2 separate regions of the Rattus norvegicus genome follow, and region 1 is linked to region 2. A link is a contact called in public Hi-C data. All regions are on one chromosome and are shown on one strand. The core of a region is the stretch at or near the end of the contact, and the rest is flanking DNA. Distances in the headings are between cores, read along the strand shown.

Region 1 (4,683 bases), core at 493-2,992, 94 kb before region 2:
CACAGCAGTAGATGCAGTTAGGAGGGATGACCCAGGGTCAAGAACACACGCTCTGCAGAAAATTCCTTTGCTCTAATCATCAAGGTTATTGACCGGTGAACCTGGACTCAGTTGGACCAGGGACGGTCTCCACAGCTGATAGTGAGAACCAAAGCTCAGTGGATTTGATACCTAGCAGGGATCCCAGGGGGAGCTAGCCTTGGCACGCTTCTGGCCAAAGTAGGAAAATGGCTAATATTTGTGGGCTAGCCTTGGCACACTTCTGGCTGAAGTAGGAAAATGGCTAATATTTGTGGGCTAGCCTTGGCACACTTCTGACCGAAGTAAGAAAATGGCTAATACTTATGGGCTAGCCTTGGCACGCTTCTGGCCTAAGTAGGAAAATGGCTAATATTTGTGGGCTAGCCTTGGCACACTTCTGGCCAAAGTAGGAAAATGGCTAATATTTGTGATCAGCTCGATGGGATTTAGCATCACCATGGAAACACACCCCCCGAGTGTGACTGTGAACATGCTTCCACAAAGTTTAACTGAAAAGGGAAGACCCGCCCTGAATATGGGTAGCATTAACCCCAGGGATTGAGTGAGGAGAGCCGTAGGTGAGCGTCAGGGTCATTGCTCTGCTTCCTGACCGACTGATGAGGCAACTGTACCAGCCGTCCCAAAATCCTGCTTGTCTGCTCAGAAGTCAAAATAAACGCGTCCTGAGGTGGTTTGGGTTTGGTTTGTTTGTTTGTTTGTTTGTTTGTTTGTTTGTCTTGTTTTTGGTCAGACATTTAATCTCAGCAACAAGAAAAGAAAATAATACGGGCAGATATTCAACAATTACTGAGATTAATTTCCTGCCAGCTCAGTGTCAGACTGAAGTTGCCTTTAGTCAAGAGGACCGTTATTTCCTTCACACCGGAGTTGCTGCAGTAACAATTATAAAACACAGACTTGCTGGGGTGGCGCAGGGGAGGGTATGGGCCAGCCAGCAGAGCCTGGGCAATCTCGGACTCGGGGTAGGTAAAGAAAGAACACGACCGTCCTGGTAGAGATAGAGACTCTGAGGAGACATTGTGCTCTGCTGTAGAATCCTTGTGGTCACCGATGGTCCCCAAACGACTAGAATTTCTCCCAGGAATCCCATCTGCCAAAGGAGGAAGACACTTCACTCAGCCCTCACAACTCACCACCTTCGGGAGAGACAGCCTGAAGTCCAGACAGCCATGGGCAGTACCGCCCTTCAGCAGGACAGTCTGTCTCAGGCTAAGCATAAATCCGTGCATCGGGACCCAGAAAACGGGTGCTGGGATTTCCTGGCCCTTGTTGTTTGCTCCTCTTCCCAATGTGTCTACATTGAAAAAAAAATCTCTTTTCTGTGCTTTTCCATCACCTGTCTGATTGGCCCTTTGCCAAGCCTAGCCCATTAGAGCTGCCAGAGACGCAGCTCTGACCCTACAACTCCAGTGACTGGGGAGATTGAAAACATGAAGCTAACACAGCCGAGACTAAAGCATCGGCTGCCCCTGCATGCTACTGAGCGGGGGCGGGGTGCAGTGAGCATTGGCTGCCCCTGCAGGCTGTAGAGAGGGCGGGGTGCGGTGAGCATCGGCTGCACCTGCATGCTGTACTGCGAAAAGAAGAAGGAAATGCTGCAGAGGTCAACTTGAAGAAAGCAGCAGCCCCATGACCTGGCATTTAGGAGGTCGCTGGTGACTGAAGCAGAACCCGCTGTGGAGGAGGAAGCCGCGCAAGGAATAAAGGTCACATTCTCAAGAAGAACAGGGAGGGAGGAAAAGAGAGATCAAAGGTCACACAGATCGAGGTGGAAGATGTATTTTTAAATTAGTAGGTTTTTGGACGTGCCTTGGAGCTGAGGCGGGGCCTCAAAGGCTGAGTAACGGCAGGCGCTTCGGGAACACACGTGTGGAGGGGCCAGGTCGGAAGAGGAGCAGCGATATGGGGAGAGAGAAAACGCGTGGACAGTTTCCAAGACTTGGGCAATGATCTCCTGGTGCTCGTGTTCTGTATAATCCCCTGGAAGTGTTACACTTGCTGACTCACTCCTAACAGCATCGCACAGGCAGCGGCACGCCACCGCTGATACTGGATTACAGGGAAGCAGCCTCCAGCCTTGGCCCTGCTCTTGCGCTCCGGTCACTCACCCTGAAGAAGCAGTCGCCCTGCTGAGAGACACTTAGAGAAACAGTGACTCCATGCGTCTTTCTATAAAGGAGGTGACTGCACTCTTACGGCCCCGAAGGCAAGGAAAGGCGCTCCTCTGGAAAGCAGGACCTGGGAGCCAGTCTTTTGTAGGAATCTGATCTTCCTGGCAAAAATAGCCGGTTTGTAACCCGTGTTCAGGACACGGCAAAGCCAAAAATGCTGAGATCGGGTGTGCTTTACAACGTGTAAAGAAGTCTGCGCGGAGATTCAGGAGGAGCGCTCTGCGTCTGCTGCTGCTGACAAACACTCCGTTGTGCAAGTTCCTTGGCTTGGAAACCCCGAGGTCCAAAGGGCCAGACCCTAGGCCCTAACTTGGATCTGTATTCTCAAGGTCTCATCCAGTCAGCCTCAAGACTAGACCGCGTGAATATGCCGGTGACCTCAGATTTCATCTCTAGCCACCCTGCTTTCTAGACAACTACCACTGGCCTAGGAGATTATCCGCAGGCCTCACAAGCGTCACTTATCAAAACAAGCCGTCAGCTTCAACTCCAAATGACTTACTCTCACAGTCTTCTCCGGCCTGGTAAATAGAGACTGTACCATTTAGTACCAAAAAATCAACCATCTGCCCCCCCCACACACACTGCATACCCTGCAGAACCCCCCAAAAATTATACACGTGCAATAACACTTAGTTTCAGCTTCCAGCACCTATGGGTGTCACCATGACCTTTCCCTAAGATTGCTACAGACTGCGCCTTGCTTGGCGCCTGCCCCTTTTCAAATGTAAACCCAGTCACTCCCTTTAAACCTTCAGGGAATTCAGGGAAGCATTCTGTCTCTTCTCCTAGACTCACACCTCCTCGCCTGGCCCACGGGCCCCACAGAGCCCTGTCACACAGACCTGTCCCCAGTCAGACGTTGGCTCTGATTTTAGATAGCTTTGTTAAGAGGTGCCTCGAGTGTCAAAAGGCTTCTGCACTCGCATAAACAACCGTGCATTCGCAGGGCTGGGCAGCCACTGTCTCAGGGAACTGCGGAACTCTCCTCCCCAGGCTCACCCATTTACCCAATCCTGGGCAACCTTCTTTTCTGCCTGCAGATCCACCCGCTTTGGATTTCCTACATAAAATTCCATGTCTTTGTCTCCCCTGAGCACACTCTCCCCGTGGGCCAGGAAAACCTCCCAGCACACCTTCCACTCAGTCTGTGGCCCTTACTCTCAGGACTCTGCTTGGCTATAGGTTCCCCCCTTCATGCTCACGCGGCCTGGCTTCCACACAAAACACTTTCCTGCTGTGCTGGTCCCCCACACGAGGATGGCAGTACAGACGATGAGGTAGCATAGACCACCTTCTGCTGTGTCTGCCTTTTCTGCTGAGCCTGAACCCAGGCCTCCTACAAGCTACTGGGGCACTCTTGCTACTCGACTGCACTTCTTTTTTTTTTTTTTTTTCTTTTTTTTTTTTCGGAGCTGGGGACCGAACCCAGGGCCTTGTGCTTGCTAGGCAAGCACTCTACCACTGAGCTAAATCCCCAGCCCCTCGACTGCACTTCTTAGCAGTACGGTTTTGTTGTTACTTGCCAGTGTCCCTTCCACTCAAGTCAACTCCTATGGCAGAAGTTTTGAGGATTTTTTTACCCTTACTGTACGGTCATACCTCTGTGCTTTGAACGGCACCTGAAACATGGGTTGCCAGCCTTCAAAGACAAACAGCAGACTGCTAAAACCCGGCACTGGTTTAGCCACAGGACCTTGGAGAATAAAAGAATACATAGAAGGAGGGAGAGGAAGAAGGGACCCAAAGCTCAGCTCCAGGGCGCTGGAGCTCACCCCCAGCTGCCAGACGGTGTGGCTGCTGCAGCTCAGTCACAGCCTCTGTAGAATTTGCCCCAACTTGAGAGCCACCGCCAGGGCAGGCACTATCTGGCAACGTGTACAGGAGTAGAGGTTGGCTCTGTGCTTTCTTCCTGGTGGTCATGAGCTCCAGGGCTTCTAGTACTGCCTTTGTGACGACCTAAGCTGGAGCTTGGCTTCTCCCGTCTATCCCAGGTCCTCCCTGCAAGGTCCTCACCCTGAGCAGCCCCCACTGAAGGTCTGATGCATGGAGAAAGACTGGGGACGGGGGGCGGGGGGAGATTCAGAATCACACACCCCATGGCTTTCCACAAAGATGGAAATGATCTTTAGGAAACTGGAAACAAGACAGAGTTAGCCAGGCCTCTGAAGGCCACACCTACAACCAGAAGAGCCAATGCCACCTGCATTTGTATGACCTGGGAACAGAAAGGGGACCATGGTTTCTGGGCCCCTGTCTGGCCCCAGGTGGAAATAGCTTCGTTCCATGGCCAAAAGACTCCAGTCTGGGCTCTCTGTCTAAGCATGAGCAGCTCCTGAGTCATCAGGGGCTCCATCGAATTGTCCTCTCCACCCCACCCTACCCCAAGGATAGTGCTCGCTTCCACTTCCTTTCAGGAGCATGACTGTGTGGAGGGGGGGAAAAAAAAAACGGACAAGGAGACGCGCAA
Region 2 (4,850 bases), core at 90-2,589:
AAAAGACAACTCTATTTATACTCTTTGTGAAGACACTTTGAAATTAGCAGATTTTAATAGTTTCTTTCACTTTGGGGGAGTTCTACAACAGGATTTTTTCTTTTTGGTATGAGAGAATAGTATATATTTTAAATATCCAACGCCCCTCCCCCCACACGCACACTTTGGTGCCCTTTCAAGCGCACGCGTTTGGGCACATGCAGAGTTAAGAGGACAACTTTTGGAAGTTGATTCGGTCCTTCCCTGATCAAACTCAGACTGTCAGGCTTGGTGGCAAGTGGTTTCTCCCTAAGACACCTTGTTGGCCATACAAGTCTATTTCCCGTCCATTACTTATTTTAGTAAGTGACTAGAGAACGCAAGAGGCGGAGCCAGACAAGCCTGAGTTATTTTTGTTGTTGAGACAGTCCACCTGCCTCGGCCTCCCGCGTGCTGGGAGTGCGCTAAACTGGACTGGATAATCTTAAACTTAAATCGTGCGTTTCCTTTCTAGAACTCTAAAGTACCGACAAAGCTCCTCTGCTCCTCCAAACCCCAATCAACTCCAATACTCGTGTATGCAATGAAATGCTAATAGACCAAGAGAACAGGTGCCTATTAGCAAGGGAAGGCGAATAAGATTCCGCCAGACCTGTCAAAGCACTAAAAGTTCGGTCCAGGCCACAGGCTGTGGGTATCTCGGTCAATCTCTGGACGTCGTGTTCATTTATACAGGATGGGGCACCGGCCTCGCAGCGCAGCTGAAAACCTCTGCTAGGTAAAGACGTAATGTAGATATAGAGGGAAAATAAGGCTGCGGGGGTCCCCGTATGCAAATCTGTGCCTTACAGCCGAACGCGGGCGCCCGCGCTTCCGCACTTCCCCTCCAAAGCCACGCCCTCCGGCGCGGGGGCGGAGATTTGCATGTGCGAAATAGGGAATAGGGGGAACCACCGGTCGAAAACCCCGGGCGGGCCTCTGGCGGCCAAGGAGCGAGCCGGCTGCACCGCCCGGCCCGCCTCCGGCCACTCGGCCAGCGTAACGTCACGGACACGCCCCTCGGTTTTAAGGACTCCGGAGGAGGGGGATTTCTCAGAGGCCAGCGGCTTCTCACGCGCGGAGCCGTCGCCGCGCGCCCCCGGGAGCTCCCCGCGCGAGCGCGCAGGCCGCCGTGGCTCTGCCGGGAGCGGAGCGCACTAGCCGGAGCCGGGAAGCGCGCCCGCCGCGAGGCTCCGCCCTCGTCCCGGGTAGGCGGTGGCGCGGGTGACGTAGGCAGCGGGAAATCCCCCCCCGTTCCGCCGGGCGGTCCGCTCCGCCCCCTGCCCCTGCCGCGGCATCCTGGCAGGGCGACTCCAGGACACTAGTGACCGGAGCGCGAAGATTCGGGGGTGGGAAGGTGTGAGCCGCAAACCCAGAGGGGCCGGGAAAGAAGAGGAGGCCCGGGGGTGGTCGGAGGACTGGGGTCGCGGCTGCAGAGGCTGCTCGGCCTCCTCCCTGGCTGGCTGGCTAGTTGGCTGACTGACGGGCTAGCTGGCTGGCTGACTCACTCACTCACTGACTGGCTGGCTGGCTTGCAGCCTCTGGCCCGACGCTGGAAGCTGCGGCGAGCGGCGCGCGAAGCGGAGCCATGGCCTCGAGTGAGTACCGGGGCGAACACCTGCGGGTCAAGGGAAGGAGCTGTCGGGGGCTCGGTTTGGGGTTGGGACGGTCTGCCTTTCAAGTCTTTTCATCTGGCAAATTGTCAGCCGTTTAAAAAGTTACCTGCTCCAGGGTTTGCGTGTGAAATCAAAGCGGCGCAGTGTAATCTGATCTCCTGGTAATAGCCAGAACCTTCGAAATTCCCAGCCGCGTGCTTTTAGGATCACAGGGCGTAATCTCAGTAAAGGCGAGCAGAGAATTCTCGAGTTTAAAGACTGAGTGGGTATGGAGACCCGGTTTTACATTTTTAAACTAAAAAGAGGAACCTCCGGACCTCAGACGAGCTTTCTTTTTTAAGTCCAATCTTGCTAGTTACTGATGGCTCTTGGTACAGAATGTGGTGTGGCTGTAAAAGTCCTCAGTGGCGTTTTAATTCGTTCCAAGCGAAAGCATTACCTCCGCTCCCAGGAACTAAAGGAGATGCTTGTCTAGTTTATAGTGTAGAGACCTCGATCCACTCAACCCCTAACCCCAAACCTGCGCCCACATTCAGCAAGAGGGCGAGAGGATTTTTTTCACTAGGTACTGGTAGGGATGAAAATGTCATCATTTGATGTCAGTGTTTATATGCCACTAGTAAGTATTGGATCGCCTGCTTTGAGGAGGACACATTTATAAGAAACAGTTTACAGGACAGGGGCGTCTAGTATGACAGCCCTGCAATTTGTAAAGCAGGTGCTTCAAGCAGCTGAGGTGGTGGTGGGGTGCTTTCCATCGTGGGAGCTAAAATGACACCTTCAGTCTGTAGCAGGACTCTGACCCTTATCTTCCCAATGACCCACAGTAGAAGGCAGCCGACGTCTGGCAGAGAAGAGGAAGTAGAAAGCTTAGTGACCGCTTTAAGAGTTGAGCAGAGCAATGCCATAACTCCTGCTGTAGGCCGTAAAGGAAACTGGGGTGTTTCACATGACACTTGATTTCAGTTTGTCTGTGGTTTTCATGAGAAAACAAGTGTAGTTTAAAATATTTCAACTTTCTCTTTACCCATTTAAATGAACCCAGACTTTCAGATACTCTAGTAAATTCGTAAATTTAACTCGTGTTCAGATTAAGAAGCACGGAAAGGCTTTAAATGTTTAATTCATTGGTAATCCGAAAGAGATTTTTGTATGAAATGTATAGAGTGGCAAGCTTTGTTAAAACAGCTCTGCCCTTGTCTACTTAACAGGATTTTATTAATAGAGTGCACGACTGTAATGCTTGAAATTTTTCAACAGAAAAATCATTTATTAAAGGACTGTAAGACAGCTATGATTTTAAAAATTAATACGAATGCAGTTTGCCTAAGGACACATATTATGTGCTGTTATAGAAATGATTCCAAAAGTTAAAAGGGGGAACTTTTAAAAGAAATAGCAAGTTTTAAAGATTTAGAAGTTGGGTTGGACTTGCCCAGCTTCTGTGAAGCCCTGGGTTCAGTTCTCAGTACTGTCAGAAAAAGAAAAAAAAAAGAAAAAAAAAACCAACAAACATAGAAACAAATCTGAAACTTGTAGTGTCATTATCTTCTTGCTTTTTGATCTTTTGTCAAGGGTTGCACTAAATGAGACTATTTTAAATTGTAATTTAGACTATAATTTAAATTGTAGTTCGGTTATTTGAAATTACTAGGTGAAAATATAGTTTAAAGGAGCCTAGAAGCCGTATCAGTTATAAAGACCATATAAGAGAAAACTTATGAAATACATTTAAAGTTCCCATTCCATTTGAAGTCATTTAAAAGCATCAAACTGCTTATTTTATCATTATGTAATTTAGACTCTTGTTTTCGATGTAGTACTGAAACCTTGAGAAGTGTTTCTGTCGATCGCCAGGTATTTACGTCCATTCGTTCATTCCTTCTCCGGATGTCATATGTAAATAGGTGTGTGTAATTTAATAGGTGGTGCCTTATAAAGGCAAAGTGTCATAGATCATACTCTCATGAGCAGAATTCTATAAACGTCCTGAGTAGACAGGGTTTTATATGATGATTCTAATTATTGTTCAGGTAAGTTAGCAAATTAAGACCTCCTAGCTAGCCCTTAAGCTGACTTTCATTGCCTTTTAAACAATACTGTCCTTTGATTCTGGCCTTTTGATGAGATTAATCATAGCAGGCAAAGTGCAGAAAAGTGTTCCCGATCAAAGTCTGCATATTTAGGAAGTCATTATCCACGCAGTTCTATTCTATTTAAGTCACTTTGTGTCCATGTTTAAAACTACTCATTATTTCCTAAAAAGAACAAAATGGAGGGAGGTAGCCCCTTACTTTGTGAGGCGAGTACTACAGGTTGCTAATGATTGCCACCGTCTTCGGTGAGATGCACTTTTAAATGTAGAAAGTTTGTATTTAGTCACACTTTTCCTTGAATATGATTCTGCTGTGTCACATAACAGGAAGGAAGAAATTATCTTTGTAGACCTTACTACTCACTAACTTTTTGTGTGTGAATTGCAGTAACCCTCCCCCCCCCCATAAGTGAACATAGCTGTGGGACCGCTTACCCTTTAATAATGGAGCCGGGGGCTGGGAGTGGCTGGCTGAAACAAATGACTTCCTTTTTTTTTTTTTTTTTTTTTTAAGTAAGACAGCTCACAAATACAGATATTTCAGAAGCGAAGCACATGGGAAAGAGCTAAAGGTGTTATAATAATTAGTGAGGTAAAGAGAATAAATGGAGAAAATGATGGGGCACGATCACGATTAAGAACGCGGGATATATGTGATCTCTTAAGTACTACCTAAGGGACTCAATTGCATTTCATTCCAGTTTTCTCCCGTCTGTGTTCTATGCACGATCGTGTTGATGATGAGATCCTGTCTCAAAAGGAGAAGGATGTAGCTCAGTTCGTAGAGTAGCTGCCCAGCCTTAAGAAGTCCTGATCTGACACAGCACTGGACCAAGTCTGTGATAGTGGAGCCTGTAATTTCAACACTAGGGAAGTGGGGGCTGGAGGCTTACAAGTTCAAGACCAGCCTAGGCTACAAAACAAGTTAGAGGTTAGCCCTAGAGAGATAAGACACCGTCTTTTAAAAAAAAAAAAAAAAAGGAAAGAAAGAACACAATAGTTAATTTTCCCTAAACTGATCTTTTTTGGAATAATTGTGTTATACAAAAGTACCATGATTGTTGGTCTACAGGATAGAAAAGTTACTTCCAACTGGAGAATATGGACTATAAATTCTGAAA

The links. Hi-C and Micro-C count contacts between places; a contact is called where the count stands out from the background.
Region 1: a contact with region 2 is called in a Hi-C map of kidney, with 2.2 times the contacts expected there. The contact joins the enhancer-like site here to the promoter of Rel in region 2. A contact is called at or near these places in 3 of 12 Hi-C or Micro-C datasets (the A7r5 cell line, kidney and mammary epithelial cells).

Annotation. Positions count from the first base shown.
Region 1 is chr14:102,013,105-102,017,787 of GRCr8, reverse strand. No RefSeq gene overlaps it. Among named protein-coding and RNA genes, the nearest start is that of Papolg, 47 kb to the left of the region's middle. Within about 2 kb of position 1,742, at least 7 of the 93 cell types and tissues checked have an H3K27ac peak or open chromatin away from gene starts, as enhancers often do. A contact at or near this core is called in kidney, where this site is marked.
Region 2 is chr14:101,918,427-101,923,276 of GRCr8, reverse strand. Rel (REL proto-oncogene, NF-kB subunit) reads left to right here and starts at 1,339. Exons shown (of 10, transcript NM_001421314.1): 1 at 1,339-1,616. The coding sequence starts at 1,607.